Regions from separate parts of the Ovis aries genome. Here region 2 is linked to region 1. A link is a contact called in public Hi-C data. All regions are on one chromosome and are shown on one strand. Each heading gives the region's core, a stretch centred on a gene start, on an enhancer-like site or on the middle of the called end of the contact. The rest is flanking DNA. Distances are from core to core; before and after follow the strand shown.

Region 1 (4,076 bases), core at 1,261-3,760:
GTGTTTGTAATTTTTCCTACCACTAGGGGGGGTGCTTTAGTATTTTTCTGATAGCAGGAACTCCTGTCTCAGCTTCCCTGCATGCTTTTTAGATCCTGGAGAAAGTGACTATCCCAGATGCTCTGAATTTAAGCCAGCTGCCACACTGCAAAGTCAGGAGTTGGGCTGTGCTGTGAAAACCTGGTTCTTGAGTGATTTGTGTGTGACGGTAAATCACCTGGTTGAATGCTTGGGTCCAAGTGCGCCCTCAGCCAGCGTCAGTTTCATCCTCCATGGTTTGTCCTCCACTTCCAAACTAAAGTTGCCTCCACAGCCCTCCACCCCACCCCCGCATGGACACCGCCTGCAGCAGTCTGCACACACTGTTAACTGCGGTGATTCCCCGTGTTGGGGCTGGAGTGTAAATTTGCAGCCACCTCACAGGGCGGTTTGGTGCTGTCTTTTAAGTTGTCAGAATCTCAAGTGCCCGTGTTCCTCTGACTTGGCAGCTCCCCCGGTCGGTCCCTCCACTAGAGACGCCCTCACACAGGGGGCCTGCGGTCCCCTTGTTGTGACAGAGAAACAGTCATGCTTGGGCCTCGCCTGGTCAGTGGAGGTGTATCCAGACTTGGGGACGCTAAGCTGCAGCCAAGTAAACCACATGCAGGTCAGTGCTTACTGGACGCTTTGTATGAATAAACACACGCTAGACAACACGGAGTTACCTTCTGAGTGCATTGAAGTATATTTAACTGCACGTATATGTGTTTATACTAGGACTGGGAAGCTAGACCCGCAGTCCTAGTGGTTTCCTCTTGGGAGGGCCTGACAGGTGCCCCCAGAGGACTCATGGGTACCGTTTCTAGGCTTTTACAGGGAGGTATGCGTATATTTTGATGTAGGTAGCTGAAAATTTTAAATAAAATCAGAAACATTTCTCAGAAAATATTGGGGGAATCAAATTCTTCCCACGATTTTTCCAGGCATTTTAAGTAGTCCCTGTTTAATAGTTTGCTCTTTCTTAAGTTTTATTTCACTTAGATTTCTTTCTTCAAAATTTTTTAAAACTTCAAAAAAAATTGTTTAACTCATATAGTGGATTGGGAATTATCTTCCCCTCATAACTCGTAGCTGCCAACTTCAGTGTCTGCTTTTCTCCTTAAAAAAGTGTCTTTTGTTAGTACAGTTTTCCTGTTTTACTGGGAGCCCAGGCAGGCAAACACACCACATTCAGTCTGTGCTCCTGGTGGACAGCTTGGAGTGGGGCAGTGAGCACCCCGTGGACTCTCACTGGCCCTTGCCTCTTGTTTTGGGCCCATGTTCAGAATTCCGTGCACCTGCCCAGTCGTGCTGTCCTTAAGCAGATGGGTGATCATGACCTGACAGCAACCTTCCTGCCCTCCTGCCAACACTCAGATGCCAAGTGTCAGCCAACACCAAGCTGCTGCTTAGTGATACCTAGAGAAAGAGGGAGAAAGGAGCGGTGCTGAAGCGCATGTCTGACTTTCTTCAGAGCAGGTGCTGGGCGTATTGTGGTCCAGACGGTTCTGTGTTGGGGGGATTGCCTGTCACCCTGGCCCCTGCCCACGAGACATGACAGGCCCCAGTCGTGACAGCCAGAAGTGCCTTCAGACGCTGCCGAGCATCCTGTGTGCGGCAGAGCGGCCCCAGATGAGAGCAGAAGGGACTTTGACCTCTTGTTGGTGATCCCAGATTCCCTGCCATCATCTCGAACATCTCTGGGGCAAGAAAAGCCAACAGGGAGGCAGCTGGCCAGGTTAGGGCCCGTGGCCGTGTTCGCATCCCCATTGGCCTCCCCAAGGCGGGTACACCTGTGACCCCTCATTCACTGCAGGAGGGCCGCATGGGCAGGACAGCAGATTTTTTCAGTCGGCGGCATTTTAGAAAGTCCAAGTTTGTTTTAATGTCGAAAGCAAGTGTAAAGAAGGAAGTGAAGTCATCTTCACACTCTGGTGGTCACAGCAGGGAGAAACCAGTTAGCAGAGCCCCCAGTTTCCTCTTGGACTCCCCAAGCGCCTGTTTGCAGAGCACCGTCCCGCAGCCTGCCTTCTGAGGCAGCCTGTCCGGGCCCTGGGGTCTGTCCCAGCCCGTCCTCCCTGACTGCTGCTGGCAGGACAGTGCACAGGGGCGCCGCTCTTGGTCTGCTTCCCCAGCCCTGATGGAGGCCTTGGGCCGAGTCCTCACTCTTGCTGCTGTTGGCCCAGCCGCTAGAGGGCATCGTGAGTGGAGCCTCTCGTGGAGCCCTGTGAGAGGATCACAGGAGCTGGAGCCCGGGCAGGTCTCGTGGTGCCTGGCGCACCGTACATGCCCAGTTTAAAAGAGGTCACTTAAAATGTGTAGCTGTATGCACGTGTCACATAGCAGCGCAGGTGTTTGGCCTTCCTGTCCTTTTATAAGATGTGTTTTTTCTCCCGCTTCCCCCGTTGCGTCTGTTGCTCATTTTCCTGGCTGCCTGGGACGTGCTGAGTTAACGTGCCATTGTTTATTCACACAGTGACCTGCAGGTGGACGTGTAGACTGTTGCTGCTTTTTTTTTTTCTTTTCTTCTGCTCTCCTGAGCGATGCTGAGGTACTGTGGATATCCGTCTTTGCTTGTAATTGGTATGTGATTTCTCAAACTGGTCTGTCCCCATGTAATCTGAGGAATCAGCCTTAAACAGCTATAAGCACAGAAGTTCTCTAAATGTTCCTTCTTGGGTTGAAGAAATATGTTACAGATTGAATTACAAACTCTTTCCCCATCTCCTGAAAGACAAAGCGTCAGTTACAAGTCACAGGCAGTGCTTCTGGGAGGCACTCGTGTTTATCCCGTGGTGTTTATCCTGTATTCTCGGGGTGCTGGGCACCGAAGGGCCTGCAGGTGTGTTTCAGGATGTTTAACGAGCGGTGTAAGAGATAACCTGCTGCACCATTGGTGTTAGTTAGCCAGTCGACTGGGCGTGCACAGGAACTCCCTGAATTGATTGTGACTCGTTGATCAGAACCAAGAGCACCCTGGGACGCAGTCAGAGCAGGCAGGCCTGCCTGGCCAGCTGCTTTCTGGTCCAGGTCATGGAGGATGGGGCTGGGCCCTCCTGGCTGGGGGCCCACAACCAGTCTAGACCAGGCCTCCACGGCCAGCAGGGGAGGGCCCACAACCCACCATCTTCTCATTGGGTCCACGGAGGAGCCGTTTCTCAGATAGCTTGGGGAGGGAGAAGCCATCTGAAAGGATGTCGGTCTTTAAAATACCTCACACGTGCTGTCACCTCTTTTTTTTTATTATTTCCATTTTAAAGGAGTCATTTTCTATTGCTGTCTCTAGTGGCAAAACATGGAGCAGAGAAGGGAGGGGGCATGGTTTTCCTAAGAGCTGATACAGATGGCATAACCCCTACCCTCTATGGTCTAGGGGCACGAGCCACTTTTCCACTCCTCCGCGGACCCCACATCAGCCCTGGGAGCTGGGCCCTCACCCTCAGAAGCAGGAGCCAGCACTGCAGGGTGCTCTGGGGTGGCAGGGGCAGGGAGGTGTGCAACAGAGGACGCAGGGAGAGACCTGTGACCCGGTGCTGTGAAGGCTTCAGAAACTTCACTGGTGAGAACAGAACAGGCTAGGACACCCTCGGCCGGCTGTGTGTGTGTGTGTTGGATCAGGTGTGACAAGCCCTCTGCACCTTCAGCTTGCAGACCCCGAGGGGCTGCTGGAGTTCCGCTCAGAGGAGGAAAACATTGGTGTTCTGTGTGGATCTGGCAGGGGCCCCGTGCCCCCTCCCTCCATCCTCCAGTGCCCCCCCACCTCTACCTCTTCCCTCCTGACTTGCAAAAACATCTGTTTCTTCCCCCGCCCCCCCCCCCCCGCCACCTCAAAAATGCACTGAGTCTTCTCCAGAGGTCCTCTGGATAAAAGATGTTGCAGAAAACCAGTTTTAATGAGAATGTCCGTGTGCCTCTCTGCCAACAGAGAACCTGGAGTATAACGTGGAGCCTCAGGAGATCTCCCACCCCGATGTTGGACGCTACTTCTCAGAGTTCACAGGCACTCACTACATCCCTAACGCAGAGCTAGAGATCCGGTACCCAGAGGACCTGGAGTC
Region 2 (3,668 bases), core at 702-3,201, 88 kb after region 1:
TGAGGTGGTGTTTTCATTCATTTGGTCATCCAGGGAGTGATTGGGGTCGGCTGTTAGTTAGGGCAGACCCACTCCTAGGGAGGGCAGTTATTCCCTAGTCTGCTGGCCTTTGACTGGAAATAACGAGGGTCACTGCCCTGGGCACAAGTCTTTGGCTCCTGTGACAGGCTGGACCAGTGAGTGTGCTCAGGAGGGGCAGAGACCCCGAGTGAGTGTAGCTCTGCCCCTGTCTGAAGTGATGTGTCTGTTGATTTCTCAATTTGCCTGCTGTAGAACAAATGCCCTTGTTTTACAGCTTTTCTCTTATTGGGAATTATACTCATGACTAATCAATGCTAAATCAAATATTTGAAGTCAGTGCTCTGAGGGCCTCGGGCTGTGGGTGGAGGAGACGGAGCAGGGACGTGTCCACAGCGTGCAGGATGAGGGTGAGGTCACCTCTCCCCACGTTCTCCACCCACTTCCCAGGAATTGGGGTGAAGGCAGGATTAGTCCAGTGTTGCCATATGACCAAGGAGAAAATGTTACCAGAACTCTGCTTTTGGCTGTTAGAATACAGCAATTTGACACACACACGGCCATGTGGTAGGTTTACCAAAGGGCTGTGTAATGGAAATCTAATACGAGAAGCTCAAGGGGAACCTGCAGCCACGTTAGACATGAATTATGGATAAAGGAATGGAGTAAGATGGCAGGAACTTTCAGTTTTAGCTGAGCACCCTCTGAGGGAACAAGTTTTCGAGTTATGCCTAGACTTCAGCAGTTTATTTTCTGACCCCAGGGGTGGCTGGGGATGTTCTTTATGTGCTTTGCTAATGGGAAGCAGGTTCATGTGTGGATCTGATCCTTGTCACCGAGCAGGTGAACCCATCTCTGCTGCCTGGGGTTCACCAGGCTGAAGCTCAACCTCACAGCACAGTGACTTGCCGTAGGTTGATGGAGTTAAAAATACAAGTTGCCTTGCAAGCTGTCCTCCCCCACAGTGACCTTGGGAAGGCTCCCAAGGAGCTCCTCCTTGGGAGGAGCCGGGGCTTTCACCACCACCTCCCAGGGTGTCAGTATTGCCTTTGTCTCTGGGCTTCTCCAGAACCGGTGATCAATGCCAGGAGGGATTCAGTGGTTGGAGGAACTTGGCCCCTAGGACTGGGGGCTCTGATGGGCACGTGGTGGCTGCTCTTCCTCCTAACCCACTGGTGGACCAGGTCAGCAGGAACTGGGTTTCCTGTCTTTACCCCGGAAAAGCCCACGGGGCAGCGGTCAGGTGGGCGGATGCACTAAGGTGGATGGATGCGCCCAAGGAGCAGCTTGCAGCCTCCCTCTAGGAATCAAGGAGGGGGCGTTCGCGCTGGGCGAGGGGAGATTGGGACAGGCTCGGTTCTGGGTGTGGGGGAGCCTGCCCACCCATTCTAGGGGCAGAGAAGTTCCCTGGTGGAGCCTCTGCTTGGAAGCCTCCGCTCAGCAGCAGAGGCAGGGAGAGAGCAGGCTAGTGCCCACATGGCACCGGCTGGAGCCCAATGAGAGGGGGCCCTGCCACTGCCCACCCCAGGTAGCGCCATCCAAATTGCCCTGGGCCCTGCACAGCAGCCAGGGAGCCATCTGGCCTGACTGCGGGTGAGGTGGGCAGGTCCGTGTGGTTGGGAATCCGGGGCCTGGCGGCTGGCACCGCTCGCTCCCGGATGCCACAGCCGCTGTGCAGAGCGAAGGCCTGAGTAAGGGAAGGCCAGCAGCCCCCAGCTCTGCCCGTCCTGACCGGCCCCAGTAAGAGAAGGCTGCATCCCCACCAGGCCACTTCTCTCCAGTGGCGAGCAGGGCTGGTTCACTGTGCCCAGTGTTTGCCATCTGGATGCAGGGTGACACACTGTTCTCGCAAATGCAGAGAGTCCTGGCTCTGGAGGGTACGGAGGACTTGGACCAGAACTCCACTCTTGGGGACACTGCGTTTTCCTCGAATCAGCTGAACCCCCTCAGCCAGGGCAGGCTCTCCTTGCAGGGGAAGATGGGGCCCTGGGATGTGTCCTCAAGTGAATCACTCCCTGGGCAGCGCCATCTAGTGGCCGCAGCTGGAATCCTCGGGGAACTCGGGTTTCCCGTGGAGAATCTGACGAAGAGGCACCCTTCCTCCCAGAAAACGCCTTTATGCAGAGTTTCACACACTGTGTGTGGGTCTCCTGGATCCTGGGCTAGGAGCCCCTCTAACAGTGGTTCTGGGGGAAAACTCTTCAACATGCTACGTGAGACTTTTGGGGGGAGAAGGGACAGCTGGTAGAGTGGTGTGCTGGGGGCGCTGGTGCCACACACCTTGCCAGGGTGAATAATTTTGGCAATACACACACTTGAAAAATGTAGTATCAGAACACAGACATGTCATAAAGTGGAAAAAGCCAGACAAAGGTCCCTGGCGTTTGGCCCTCTGGCTCCCCCAGAGGGCTGTCCTGATCTTCAGGGAAGACCTGGGGCTGAGGCTGAAGGAGCAGAGCAGACTTCGGGTCAGTAAGCTAAGAACTCAGCCGGCAGAGGAGTTCCCACGAAACAGCCAGCGGGGACATAGGTGAGGTGGGGCGGGCAGGGGTGCACGTGGGCCCAGATTTCTTGAAGCCACTGGAGAGTGGTTGTTCACAAAGGAACTACAAACGTTTCCCCATCAGGGCGACTTCTTCCGGGACATAAGGTTTACTGCAAAAAAACGCTGACTGAGCTCGGCGTGCCTGGAGGTTATAGTCTGGGTCCAGGAAACTCTTCACAAAACCCAGGTGGTTTATGTTATCAACAGGCTAGGAAGGAAAAACCCCACGCTTGCTTTTTACCCTGGACCTGGCAGTGAATCAAAGTAGCTGAAAACTATTTTTATTTTCAGTAAAATTTTCTGGGTCTAATTTCTTTTGAACTCTTTCATTATCCTTAATTCCTGCAAAGCTAAGAGGGAGACTCTATCTGCAAAATGAACAGTGAAATCAGACTGCAAGGGGGCTGCTGCTTAAAGGAGAAGCTACTTTCCCCAGTGGTGAGACTCTGAGAGATGGGCACCACGCAGAGCAGTGTCACTCGGGGGTCACAGCAGTGAGATCAAGCACAATACATGCGTGATTCGCCAGCTGCAGGCCAGCTTCATCTGGGAAGTGATGGGGCTTTCTGAAGGGAAGCAGGAAACCCCACTGACACAGCTGCGCTCTCGGGAGGAGGGACGGGTCCCAGAGCCTCTCTCTCTCTCTCTCTCTGGCTCTGTCATCCTCTCTAGCTGGATGTGCATCTTTTATGATGAAGACCTTAATCTGAAAAAGAAAGCCTTCCACAACCCTCAGGACTCAAAAGTTCTAGGACTCCAGGTAATGGTGGGTTTCCCAACCATATGTCCATGCTTGTGAACAGCAGGAAGGCTGCACTTTGCTCTTGGATCAGTGTAGGCAAATTATCCCCACGCTGAAAATATACTTACTCTGTTTGATAGTCCCTTGGGCCTTCTTTTTTAAAATCTTTATCAACAGTTGTATATTTCATCTTTTAAAAAAACTGCTTTTGGCTTTAGGATCAACTTCACCATTTGTTGGTGTTCATGAGATTTCCCTGGTGGCTCAGATGGAAAAGAATCCGCCTGCAATTCAGGAGACCCTGGGCTGGGAAGATCCCCTGGAAAAGGGAATGGCAACCTACTCCAGTATTCTTGCCGGGAG

What was found. A called contact is a pair of places that touch in the nucleus more often than the background predicts.
Region 2: a contact with region 1 is called in a Hi-C map of liver, with 3 times the contacts expected there. The contact joins two enhancer-like sites. A contact is called at or near these places in 8 of 16 Hi-C or Micro-C datasets (blood, liver, mixed tissues and 3 more).

What each region holds. Positions count from the first base shown.
Region 1 is chr17:57,959,306-57,963,381 of ARS-UI_Ramb_v3.0, forward strand. It overlaps FBXO21 (F-box protein 21), which reads left to right. Exons shown (of 12, transcript XM_027956543.2): 12 at 3,944-4,076. Among named protein-coding and RNA genes, the nearest start is that of TESC, 22 kb to the right of the region's middle. Within about 2 kb of position 2,511, at least 4 of the 54 cell types and tissues checked have an H3K27ac peak or open chromatin away from gene starts, as enhancers often do.
Region 2 is chr17:58,048,235-58,051,902 of ARS-UI_Ramb_v3.0, forward strand. No RefSeq gene overlaps it. Among named protein-coding and RNA genes, the nearest start is that of TRNAW-CCA, 33 kb to the right of the region's middle. Within about 2 kb of position 1,952, at least 12 of the 54 cell types and tissues checked have an H3K27ac peak or open chromatin away from gene starts, as enhancers often do.